2 separate regions of the Gasterosteus aculeatus genome follow, and region 1 is linked to region 2. The links are chromatin contacts, called in public Hi-C maps. All regions are on one chromosome and are shown on one strand. The core of a region is the stretch at or near the end of the contact, and the rest is flanking DNA. Distances in the headings are between cores, read along the strand shown. Region 1 holds the start of cldni (claudin i). Region 2 holds the start of LOC120827381 (phosphoribosyl pyrophosphate synthase-associated protein 1).

What was found. A called contact is a pair of places that touch in the nucleus more often than the background predicts.
Region 1: a Hi-C map of tail fin shows a contact between it and region 2, with 4 times the contacts expected there. The contact joins the promoter of cldni here to the promoter of LOC120827381 in region 2. A contact is called at or near these places in 3 of 6 Hi-C or Micro-C datasets (skeletal muscle, tail fin and whole body).

Annotation. Positions count from the first base shown.
Region 1 is chr11:14,881,876-14,888,268 of fGasAcu3.hap1.1, reverse strand. cldni (claudin i) reads right to left here and starts at 2,602. Exons shown (of 4, transcript XM_040192119.2): 1 at 2,561-2,602; 2 at 748-1,253. It overlaps ppp1caa (protein phosphatase 1, catalytic subunit, alpha isozyme a), which reads left to right and starts at 2,603. Exons shown (of 8, transcript XM_040192117.2): 1 at 2,603-2,867; 2 at 3,154-3,264. The coding sequence starts at 3,210.
Region 2 is chr11:14,634,930-14,641,319 of fGasAcu3.hap1.1, reverse strand. LOC120827381 (phosphoribosyl pyrophosphate synthase-associated protein 1) reads left to right here and starts at 3,117. Exons shown (of 10, transcript XM_040190226.2): 1 at 3,117-3,749; 2 at 3,931-3,983; 3 at 4,220-4,286; 4 at 4,367-4,539; 5 at 4,645-4,760; 6 at 4,848-4,903; 7 at 5,038-5,183. The coding sequence starts at 3,667. akt1s1 (AKT1 substrate 1 (proline-rich)) reads right to left here and starts at 1,903. Exons shown (of 7, transcript XM_040190227.2): 1 at 1,716-1,903; 2 at 1,144-1,235; 3 at 562-980; 4 at 215-470; 5 at 40-123. The coding sequence starts at 936.

The DNA of each region.
Region 1 (6,393 bases), core at 1,353-3,852, 250 kb before region 2:
ATACACAAATTCATGCCATGACACGTCTGCACCCACCACGGGCCGTGCCACTCCCTTAAATCTTGTCTTTTGGAAAAGGTTTTGTTATGGTTCAACTTCAAATGAAAATCATAGTTACGTTGGACGGAGAATTCACTCACGCGTGTTAACTGACAAAAACAACACTTTTTGCATGCAAAGTGACCTTTAACCCAGAGTCAGAAAGTATTTCATCAATTCTAGATGAAATATTAACATTATAAACTCAAATTATAATTCTGAACTGTTTAATGTTTATTTAATATTTATTCATGTATCGAAGATATAGGAAGGGGAAAAAGTAAACCTAATAAACAGAAGAATTATTTTGTTGCATTTCATTTGTAAATTTCAATAAAATATTACACCTGTTATGATCCTAAGACTTAATTAATCTAGTGGAATAACAAAGGAGAGGATTTGACCATGACAGACACATCTTCCTTCTATGCAACCAAACCCATGTAACTAATGATCAGAACAGATTGAACATTTCAAAATCGAACATTCGTTCATACACCTGACGATAATTTCTCTCCAGAATAACTGATTCTTTCTTACAATTATATTTATTATTTTTTCCCTCCAACCAAGATTTTCGTTGATGCCACATCAAGATATTCAACCAACCCTTTCATCCTTTGTGTTTTTCAAGCTTTTCAGAATAACGTCTCTTTTCAAAAGCTCTGAATGTTAATCTAAAAAAATAAGGATGAAAAAGAAGCCTACCTTTTATTCTCTGTCCTCAGAAATTTTCAAAATGAGGTGAAGTTCTTCTTTCTTCCTGCCCAAATGTAGTTTGAAGACGTTGGTTTGTGATGTACTGTGGCTGTGTGATAAGATTGGGTATTTGTAGGGGAATGTGCGTTGTTGGGTGGGGTTATGCTCCAAGACGAGGCAAGGACATATGGACCAGACTGGACTTGTCTTGTACGTATGTTTCCCTCACTTTTTCCACCCCAAACCTTGTGAGGGCCTCAACACACACAACGTGACTGACGTAAAACCAAGAAAAAAAACGTATGATGTTTCAGCATCAGTAGTTTCTTGTGTTAGTGTCGGCAACCGGCCCGTTTTAGGTTTTAATTGCGTAAGAGAACAACATAAATGTGTTTATGCATCTAGGCTTCATGACAAAATAGAACAACTAAATTATAAAACACACTGAGAGTCAGCTCCTCCCCCAATCACGTGAGCTTCAGGGGATTCTCAATTTGCCTTCTTATCCAGTATCCCTGCACAAAAACAAAACAGAACATGTGACGTCAAGTCAGTATAGAGTTGGCCCAGGGGCCCTCACCAGAAATATTCAAATCAATATTTGGATGATAGATACTTGTTGATGATGTGAAGCACTTTGAGTCTGCCATGTGTATGAAAAGCGCTATACAAATAAACTTGCCTTGCCTTGTCCACCCGCTAACATAAGAGATGGTAACAGACCAGGAGGAAGGTTAGAAGGGACACAGAGAGGTTATTGGGGTTATTATGAAAGACGTAGAATAACATTTTGTCATCTAAGACTGCAGTTTTTTCTTTTCATGCTCCCCTCAAACAAACGCATACCTCCATGGGTACCACACCTCCACGTAGCCGCCCCCCCTCCCTCTGTCGAAACTGTGATCACGAGTTGTGGCAGACCAGTTCAGGGAACTGAGACGTAGTGGCTTCAGGAGCTTTGCGCAACGTTATAAGTGGAGCTTCAGGGGAAGGACATTGTATTAGGAAATGAAAAAAGGAATGTTGTGAAATGTGTAGCCTTTATCAACACATTTAGAAACACGCAGACAAAATGACGCATGCATAGTTTTGGTTTGTAGGACCAATTTAGAATTTATTTTGAAAGAGTGTTCAGTGATGAAGAGGATCACAGGCAACTCACCTATTTGTCAAATGTTGCGTGGATATTAAAAGCCTTTTAGCGTATGCTGTACATCAACTGTAATATGTTTTACAAGAGACTTGTAGCTAATCCCATATCATATGTATATATTTATATGTATATTCATTAGGTAGTAACTCGTTGTTCCTGAGCATATAGCATTTAAATACTTAACGCAGGAATGTTGTTCATTTTATGCGATTTTTTTTTCAGCGAGATATTATTGACTTTATAGTTACATTGCTGTTGTACGAAATATTGCTGTTAAGATTTAGTTACCTTGAAATGATATATCAGTCAATTAAACTCAACTAAAAGGGATCGTTCAGTCATGAAGAACATTGTACTGATATTATTGATATTAGCTCCTAATAATATCGTGAAGACACTTATGCCCAGGCGAGGGACACCCATAAAGTGGGAGGTGAACCGACGTTTTTTGCAAGTCCCTCCACTCACCACTAGGTGCCACTACAGCTCACACACTGTGTCTTTAGCCTAAAATCAAATACTGTTAACATAGACTATTAAACAGTTAGACATATAAAAATGTATCTAACTATTTAGTTATGTAACTAATTACATATGCCGTTTCTCGATGTGAAAATAGTAAATATGTTGATTTATTGATAATTATTAAGAAAAAATCGCGGTTCTCACTCTTTGCCCGCCAACTACTTCCTGGAACCATCCTTAACCCGCGTGAGTCACGTGACAAACCCCCCCCAACTTCCGTTGACGCGACTGTCGTTTTATACGGCTCTGTGGAGACGCGTGAGGAGCTCGCTGTGATACAGCCTACGTAGCCGTAGACGCTTCACTAGCCACGGCCCTCTTTTAAAGTTCCTGGGGGACGAGTGAAGGAACCCGGACGAATCGAAGGAAAGGGGCCACGGTTGAGCTCGCAGAAGAAAAAGCAATTACATTTTATTCACCCCAGAAAGACTATCGTCAAACCAAAGACAAGGTACGGAGACATTTAATCTGTTTGCAAGTTAATTTAGCTAACGTCGGCTAACTAGCCGTTCGGTTTCGTATGTGTAGTGTTAGCTCAACGTTACGTTACTTGGCTAGTAGCTACCCAGCTAGCTCGGCTAGCCCTAGGTTGCTTAAACTCATTCATTATTTTAGTTCGCTAATATTGCCCGATTATGTTGTGCGATGATTTTCTAAGGATAATCAATGTGACTTGAAGCGTATTAGACAAGAATCGCTCATTATGTGTCTCGTTCTCTCTGTTCCTGAAACCTAAGGTGCAACACGGAAAACCAAGGTCTTGACTGCCCGAGAACGTCAGAAAATAAAGAAAATGGCGGAACCAGACAAATTAAACATCGACTCTATAATTCAGCGTCTGTTGGAAGGTGAGGAGAACCTAAACCCCCGACTGCGCAGCAATTCCCTTGGTTTACATGTCATACGGGAGAGGGCTGTACGTGTTTTAAACGGCAGGTCCGTCGGCTCAGCTGAACGCGGATACGGTGCATCGTAGTCGCCTGCCGGAGGGAGCCGCGCTCTCCGGCTCGATGGCGGGCTTTGGATGAGGCGCTGGAGCCACATCAGCCCTGCTCTCGTCCAGCTAACGCCGCTTGCACCTGTTTTAAGAATAGCGATCGTTTTTTTTTGTTGGTAGAAATGCATGCTTCTTACTGTGTTTTTTAAATAAATGCGGAATGGTTGGCGTTACGGACTGTCAGAGTAGAACATCGCTCACATTTAACACAAAACAAACGTCCACCTACACGCGTTTTATGTTTTTGATTAACGAATGCCGATTTTCTACAGAGGATGTCATTTGTTTTCCAGGTCATAATATTCAGGCTATTTTTTTTTACTTGTAGATGTAAACAGTCCTTGCCACTAGCTTACTGTGTAAACAGTCTTGTAATCACGTTTTTTTTTTTTTTTCCCCTCCATCCTAAATATATCCCCTTTTCCACCAGAACTTCCCAGTTACATGAATGCTCTCGCTTTTCCTTTCCAGTCTGATAAGAATTTGTAGCTGTAACCTTTCGTCGGGCAGGTGTACACACTGATGCTTTGATTAGCACATGCTCAGCGGGAAACTGCAAACCGGCAGCCTTCGCTTCCCTTGCTGCTTTTACAGCAATACACAGACTGCTTGCGTCATTCATCGTTCATCCTGCATCATCTTCACCCTGCATGCTCGCCGTGGAAAAAAAATCATTTCAAGTTGAGGAAAAAGTGCCCACGGTTTTGCCAGAAGCATTTTGTAGACCGACGGCCTTTTTAAGGCAGACACGTAGTACCTCTTCAAATCCGACGTGAACCATTTCTTCTATTCCCACCGTGCAGGAGTAATGGTTTGCTGTGGGGAAAGCTTTGTAAAAGCCAAAGTTGCTTGTGTGCGTCTGAGGGGAAAACGGGGCCGTTTTTGTCGTTGCCTCGACATGAAGATTGCGCAAGAGCAGCGAAAGCCTGAATCTTCAGAGCCAACGTTCAGTTCGTCTAAAGAGCACCACGAATGAGGTTGTGACCTCCATAGTTGTCCTTGAGCTGCAGATGCACCCGGCTCACACCTACATTTCAGTGTTTCCCCTGTGGCGCTGCTGGTATACGGACGTCTCATCAAGTATGCTGTTTGTGCATCTTGCTCCGTTGCAAAAACGTCTCCGTGACCCAACACTCGTAATGCGTTTTTTAACGCAGCGGTTTATTTACCGACTTATAGAGCAGTCATTGATTCATGAGCTTAAACTGGGCTGGTTGAGGTGATTTTTGGAATCTTCCCGAGCATGCGTTGGAGTTTGACTTTGACTGTGCAGCCCGTCTGCTGTGTTTTGTACATAGATCGTTCTACTCGGGTCACGATAAGGTTGTCTGCCGAACGCAGGGGAATACAAACAAGACTGATAATGGCCATATTTATATCCTCTTATGTAACTCATGACCTTTAGAACGGCAATTGAGGTTCCATTGCTGAGAATAACCCTTTGCCGGGTTATTATTATTATTATTATTATTGTCTAGGTTCACTCTCTTTAAAGTGAAGAACACTTGCCTCGCTGCAGGTGCTGCATCAAGAGACTGTTAACTTTCACTGCGCTACAGCTCCGTCTCCTGTGGAGACAACAAGGTAACCCTCATGCTTGCCGACTGTTTTGAGACCAAACCAATTAAATGTGTTTGGATAATGAGCACTTTCAATTGGATTACTTGCGCAGGTCCGGGTGAACTCTGGGAGGGTGTGTGTGTTAGTGGCTAACGGCATGTCGGGAGAGCGTGACGTCACATGAGCTCAGTCACCCAGCAGCACTGAGTCAGGAGTGTTGGACCAAACCAACTGTTGCTTCGAGCACCTCCCCTCGTCCCCCCTCCCTCCCTCGTTGCTTTTCTGTTGTGCCGGTCCGGTTCTTTGTTTGCTGCACCCTCATCGGCGTAGTGGAAAGCCCATTGTTTGCCTACTGGCTGTGTGGCTAACTTTGGCGTAAGCTCTGTCAGGGCTTAGCCTTCTGTAATCCAGGTTTAAAGTGACAAGCAGTACTGACGTATTTATACCCACTTTTCCCTCTTTAGGCAGTTTTCCTTTTTAGTTTCTACTTTGGGGCTAGTGACAACATTTTGCATCCATTTGTGCTCTCACCCTCCCTCCCCAGGTGCTTTGCAAGCGTTCTATGAACTGGATCTGTTCAGTGATTTGGTGTGTGATTGTGTGTCAGGTTCTCTCCCTGTAACACACATTCCTGTTTATGGTTTGCTGCTCTGTGGTCCAATAGTTGACATTCCTCAAAAGTTTGAGATAACACTGGAATCAGAATCTCAACCTGAAGCAGGTTAACAAAAAATTCCAGTTGTATATCAATAGTAATCCAAGTATTGACTAAACAACTATCCCCTGTGCCTCTTAACTTCTTTAACATAAGTACTTTAACTTAATGTTGTGAAACCAGTGTAGTTTGATCAGAGCTGTGGTTGCTATTGATCACCTTTTTTTTATCTGTGAATGTTCGACATTTAAAGGTGAAAGAATGTTTGGAAGCAAGTTTTTACCATTCATCCTCAACAGTCTGACTGTGATCGTTTGCTTGGTGGGAATGAGACTCGACATCAGTAATCTACTTTGGCGTACACGTGCACATGTAGGAATGGGAGTATGATTTACTTTGTCAGTGATACAAACAAACCAGATTCCAAACTCCACTAAGGGCATTCTTGCATAAGTCAGAAGTAGACACAGTTATGGCCTTATGTATGCCTGGCATGTCTATGTGGAAATATTTAGGTCTCTATTGAGAGCTGTAGTAATACTTCATTAAAGGTTTTATAATTGCATGTTTAGGTTATTTTCTCAGGGGGGGGATTTTTTTTTTTTTTCTTCTCTTGAAATAATTTGCATCATACTTGTACCCTTTTTCTAGAACAACATTTCTGTTCTTAGTGAGTTGTCCTCAAAATGAATCTTACTCAGCTTTTCTTCATGATTTGTGTTTGGCTCCATTCCGAGTGTGTGGTATGTGTGAAAAAACGCAGCA
Region 2 (6,390 bases), core at 1,868-4,367:
CGACTGCCTTCACCCCCCCCCTGCCCCCTGCCCCCCTACCGTCGGTGCTCTCCTCCTCCCCGTCGGACTCAAAGAACGGCTCGCAGTCCCGAGACAGAGAGTCCTCGTCCATGGAGAAGACACCTGGAGCAAAGCGGCGAGAAAAGCCCGTCAGAAACGTACGCACTGGCGTGGCACTGTGACGCGCGCGCGGATCGACCGGGCGGCTCCTCACCGGCACTTTCGTTCCCGTAAGGCCTCCTCTCGTCCATGTCCTCCTCTTCGTCCTCGTCCTCCTCTTCCAGGTCGGCGATGCCGGACCTCTGTCTGCTCTCCTCGGCCTCCCGGACGCACTTCTCCCGCTCCGCCTCGGAGTTCTGCCCGCCGCCCGGCCCCGTCGCAGCGGCCGAGCTGTAGATTGACGGGTAGCTTTGGGAGTACAGCCTGTCATTGGGACTGACTCCGCCCACCACGCCGTCGCCCGTGAAGCTCTGGAACAACAAGGCAAAAATGAAATGAACGGGAACTTCTCGCGCTGGGGAAATGTCGCGGGGAAGCATGCAGCACGGGCAGGTCACTCACCCCTCTGGTCCCGGGGTCAGAGGTCAGGTCGACCACCAGTTTGGTCCCGGCCTGGCGCGTGTGCTTCTGGGCCGTCAGCATGGTCGTGGAGTGCAACACGCCGATGTCGTCCATGTAGCGGCGCGCGGACTCGGCCAGAAAGCCCTGACCCCACGCGCTGTAGGAGAAATCGCACTCCTTCGGGAAGACGCCGCTGCCCTCCCATCTCCTGGTCCCGCCTCCGGCCGGGGGACGGGACTTCTTGCACGCCGTGAGTATGGCCAGATCGCTGCCCGACTTCTGGCAGTACGATTCGGCGGCGGAGAGCAGCGCCAGCCAGCTCTCTCTGTGGTTGTCTGGGATCTCCGGCTCGGAGGACTGGGTGACGGAGGCCATGGCGGTGCGGAGGAGTCTTTACAGATGTTTGAAACGGTAACGACCTGATGAGAGGAGCGAGTAATGCCGATGAAGACGTTGGAAGGTTTAGAAGCTTATCAGAAGCTCGGATAAGGTCGGATTTGTGGGCCGCTGAACTCAAGCGGAAGTCGTCTTTCTCCTGCGCTGCCGGTGTTAGTTTTGTGAAGGGAAAAACGAATGATCTACCAGGAAGGAGGCACCGGGCGACTACAGATGTGACTATCCGTCCTCACACGAGCCAGGGGAGAGAAGAGATGTTGCCAAGCTGCTGGTGATACCTGCAAAAAAAATAAAAGAACAAAGTGTTGACGAACATGTCCCATGTGCCGTTTCACACCGTGATACGCATCATTAGAAGTGATTTAGCTCCTTATGTAAGATAAGAACCCGTGATTTGAGACGTTGAACCTTTAGCCCTGCTCAAACTACTGTGTCGCATTGTCCCTCTTTAGGGCGATCCGAGCTAAGTGCTGCAGCCGCACGGCGGGTCTGTCCTCTGGACGTGTCCCCGCATCGCTTCCTGTCTCCGTTTGCTCCGCATGCCGCGGACTCGTCCTGCACGGTCGCCGTCGCTGCCTGCAGCTGTTGTTGTTGTCGCTGTTGTTGCTGCTGCTGCTGCTCCCGTTGTTTATTCAGTGTTGTGTGCAGCCTCCTCATGACTGGGACCACATTTTCACCTCCATTTTTCGGCGTTTAACAGGAGCCGAGACCGGCAAAAAAAGAACAAATGACGGAAGCGAGGTGAGCCGCTCGCCTACCTGTTCGGTGTCTTGCGTCCACGCCGCCCGATGTTTATCAATCATAAACTTTACTTGTTTTTTTTGTCAGAGGTATTCCACATTCTCCCACGGTTCTCTCCCCCAGCCAGGCTCTCCACAAGCAGCAAGCCTGCAGCAACGCGAAGCGGCCGTTCCGGCGGAGACTTTCAAAATAAAGGTCGTGTCACCCGCGCAGCGCTACGTAAAGAAAGTCAATGGAATGTATATCGGTTCATGTTTGTTTTTTATTTTTCATAAAGGACAGTCAAATGTGGTTTCTTCTGTTTCCACAAGGTACACACAACGGTATTATGCAATGGGTCTTTAATGTATGATCTTTTTTTTCCAGAAAAGCTTCCAGGAAAATAACTACATGTAGTTCAATAAATGGCAAAAATGCTAGGAAATAAAGATAAATAAATAGTTTAGTACAGGTAGTGACAGTGATAATCTAGATGAGTGTAAATTAGTCAGAGCCCAGCTGGTCAGTGGTTCACAATTTTAGCTGAACAAGAAAATGTCTACGCAATCAATCCTGTTATTTTTTTAACATGTTTAGATTTACAAAAAATTGATTTACAGTACATGTTTCCTTCTAACAACGAAATAAAGTATAGAACATTTTAGGGATCTGTAAAAATGTTCACTTAATCAATATTATAGACCGGATCACATTCAACATAATCTGTGAATGTATATTTATTTATTTTGTGTTCAATGCCCTTTTTTAATACATTTAAACATGTGGACGCAATTGAACGTAAAGTATACTGAATGCATCACGTGCTCGTCTTTATTTATTTTATTTGAAGGCTAATAAAGTCCTATCCGGTTTTGTTTACTTGGCTGACTAACTTCATGCAGCTCTTGCGTCACCTGTTTGCCGACATCCAATCCAACGCACGTTGCTCACGTAACCGAGCCTTGTGGGCGGGCTCGTGCTCGCCTCGTTCTCGTGCACGTGTAAACCCCACCTAAACCTCCACTTGGCCCATCCAGAGCAGTTTAAAGAGAGGGTTGCGTCAGCGGAAGTTCAAACTTCTTAAATATCGAATTATGAGATTCATGACTTCCGATTGTTCCGTTGTCCAGGAAGTACCTGTCGGACTATGCTTACAGCTACCTGCCTTCCTTCCTGTGTGACGTTTTAGTGGCATCCAGTGTTTGGATTGCAGATTGCAGGATTATACATCATCTGTTTTTTCTAACAGATATGAATCTAACAGATATGAATCCTAATAACGTTTCCATCTAATGTCCTTGTGAGGTCGAAGGTTTAATCTGTCTAATACTTTGAATTAGGACCAAACAACAAGGCTGCTACCTCCAGTTCTGAAAAGTAAAAGTAAAGACCATGTGAAAATGCATTGTTTCTAAAAGTCACCAAAGGGTCACTACTTTGGTTGCAAACAGAAATTGAAGCGGAAAGCCCCATGCCTCCCTTTTTACTATTAATATTATTAATAGAAGCAAGAATAATCATCTTTATTTTTATTCCTGAACTTTCTAGAAACCACACTCCCCGGGGCGGTAGGTGGCGCCGTGCACCGTAAACGTTTGAAGACTGCAGCTGAATTAAATAAGCAGAAGAAGACGAGCGCCTCATTGGACGCCTCTGGTGCTACATTACCAACGGTTATCAGCCGTTTGTCCGCAAACATCTGGACAAATTGGAGGAAGTAGGACCGCAATTGAAAAGGCCTTTGTAGCTGTGCGGTGGCTTAGTCTACGTCACACACACACACCTGAGGGTATTTTGTGTGGTTATCTCGCCCAGCGGCTAGTTGACTGCTAAATCAGAGAGCTAGCCAGCGAGCTAGCTAGCTAGCTTACTGGCTAGTTAGCTTACGGCAGCGCCATAAGAAGAAAGTGGGAAACAAACGTGCTGGCGGATCGATTTAAGGTGCCGAGGCTGCGGGTGTCTGCGGCGTAAACCACCACAGGTGCAAGAATGAATATCGCTAAAAGTGGATATCGCGTCTTTTCCGCAAACTCCTCTGTAGCGTGCACGGAGTTGGCCAAGAAGATAACAGAGTAAGCACAGCTGAGTCTTTTTTACGTTACGTGTAATTTAGTTGACTCTTTTATCCAAAGCGACTTAAAACAAGTGAATTTCAACCACAAAGATGCAGCTCTTCTTTAATGATTCATTACACGAACGAATGAATCATTAAATGTCCCGATCGGGTGCGTTACATGTGCGCTCCCTTCACAGGCGGCTGGGAGTCGAACTGGGGAAGTCGGTGGTCTTCCAGGAGTCAAACCGGGGTGAGTGGAGCGCTTCAACCCGCTGTGGATGCGCGTAGTGTACGGCGCGTAACGCAAAGCGGGAAAGTAGACCTATCTTAATTCTTCTATCGAGTCACTTAGCTGGTAAAAAGTAAGTAAAACCGTTAACTGGTTTTGATTTTGAGTAATTAACTGAACGGCCAGCTGCCACGCGGACCACCAGAAGAGCTGAGCCCCCCCCCCCCAGCGTGACCGAATTCTTTCCATCACAATAGAAACCAGAGTGGATGTGAAAGAATCCGTCCGAGGACAAACGATCTTCATCATCCAGACCATACCCAGGTGAGCTTCAGTGAGACCTTCTGGCAAGGATCTTGTATCACTATAAAGTCTAAATGTCTGCCCCCCCCCAACTTTACCAGGGATGTCAACACGGCGATCATGGAGCTGCTGGTCATGGCCTACGCGCTCAAGACGTCTTGTGCAAAGAACATCATTGGAGTCATTCCTTACTTCCCGTACAGCAAACAGTGCAAGATGAGGAAGAGGGGCTCAATAGTGAGCAAGTTGTTGGCTTCGATGCTGGCGAAAGCAGGTACGGGGGAACAACACAACTCTCTACCTGCGATCTGTGTGCTTTGTTTCTTACCTCGTCTTTGCAGGGATTCGTTTGATTTAATATTCCTTTTGTTCCCCCAAGGACTGACGCACATCATCACCATGGACCTGCACCAGAAGGAGATCCAGGGCTTCTTCAGCTTTCCCGTGGACAATTTGCGTGCTTCTCCTTTCTTGATTCAGTACATCCAAGAAGAGGTGACGAGCGCGGCGGACTGTTTGACTGCAGTCGTGGTGACCACATCAACCTGACGTGACATTGACGTTTGGCTTTGTCTTTGTCAGATTCCTGATTACAGAAACGCCATCATCGTGGCAAAGTCCCCGTCGGCAGCCAAGAGGTAGCGATGGCTAAACCTAATCATCACCTCCGTGTTAAAATAACATTTCAATGGTCTTAACATGGCCGCCGTGTGGGCTTTATTCGACGCCGGATGTTGTTTGCAATGCGTGTGCTGTGTCTGCTTGTGTCCAGGGCCCAGTCCTACGCTGAGCGCCTGCGTCTGGGCCTGGCCGTGATCCACGGCGAGGCCCAGTGCTCGGAGTCCGACATGGCCGACGGAAGACACTCGCCGCCGTGTGTGCGCAACACCACGGGACACACCGGTCTGGAGCTCCCGCGTAAGAACAAAAACACACATTCTGACCACCTCTGGCTTTTTTTTTTTTTTTTTTTGGCAGGTTGATGTTTATTACAGCAAACGTTTCCCTGCTAAATTTTCTCTGACGGTTTGGATCGCTTTTCGTGTGTGATACCGCGGTCAAATCGAGGCCGACATTTCTGATTATTCCTGCTAGTTTAACAACTCCGTGCTCAGTTCATTCACACGTGTCCGTCCTGGCGACAAACCAACACGGCTTCTTTCTGTGCTGACCTGTTTTGAGCTGACGATTCTGCTGTTCCTCACTCTCACCATCCACCATACTTCAAAAAACCCGATTTCCTGTGTTGCTGCATGTTTTAATTACAAAGATCCACTACATTGACTCATGCTGCATCCAGGCTGCAACGCCTAACCTGCCTAAATATCACGGACCCGTAGTCTGCGCCATTTCATGGCACACGGCGTCATTTATCTTTGGTGAGAAATACTAACGTTACACGTGTAGTTTTGAACATAGCTGCTGTGTTTTATTCTCGGTTAAGCAATCTCAATGGAAATATTGAATTATTGTGTCGTTGGCAAATTACTGTGAGCACAGTGTTCATTTAATTTAGCAAAAATATTTCTTGTTTTTATTCTCACCCTTGACTTTAAAAATCCTCTTACTGAACAGCAACAGATAATTGATTTAAAAAAACAAAACAAAGACAGGAGTTGTTCCGCAGCGACGTAAGAGGATTTTCCAAGTCTCGGCATCATGTGTTTGTCATGTCAAATATTTGTGCATTTTTGTGTTAACGTGGTGTTTATTTGTTGGTAATAGCAGGCAAACAACAAGCTCCGTTCCCCGGCATAGAGCTCCCAAGTACGGCCGTAAACGTAACTCCCATCTGACTCTGAAATGATTCCTCTTCAAGTGGCTCCTTGATTGGTGCATGCGTGAAAAGGGTTTTTGTTTTCGTCTTGTGGAAACGCAGTCTGGATTCTTGATTGGGGAAATTTAGGAAAAAACAAATATATGTTGGTGCTCGGGCGGTTTGCTTTTCCAATTGGAGTCCGTCCGTCCGGCGCGCGCCGCTCTTGGAGAAGCAGCTCACACGTTCTCTGCGCCGTACAAAGATTCCAGAAAGTTGTTCTACAAGACAAACCCCCCCCCCCTTTTTTTTTGGTTCTGTGGTGTTCTGATTTCTATTTGAAAAAAGCCATTAATCCAAGCAGAACCA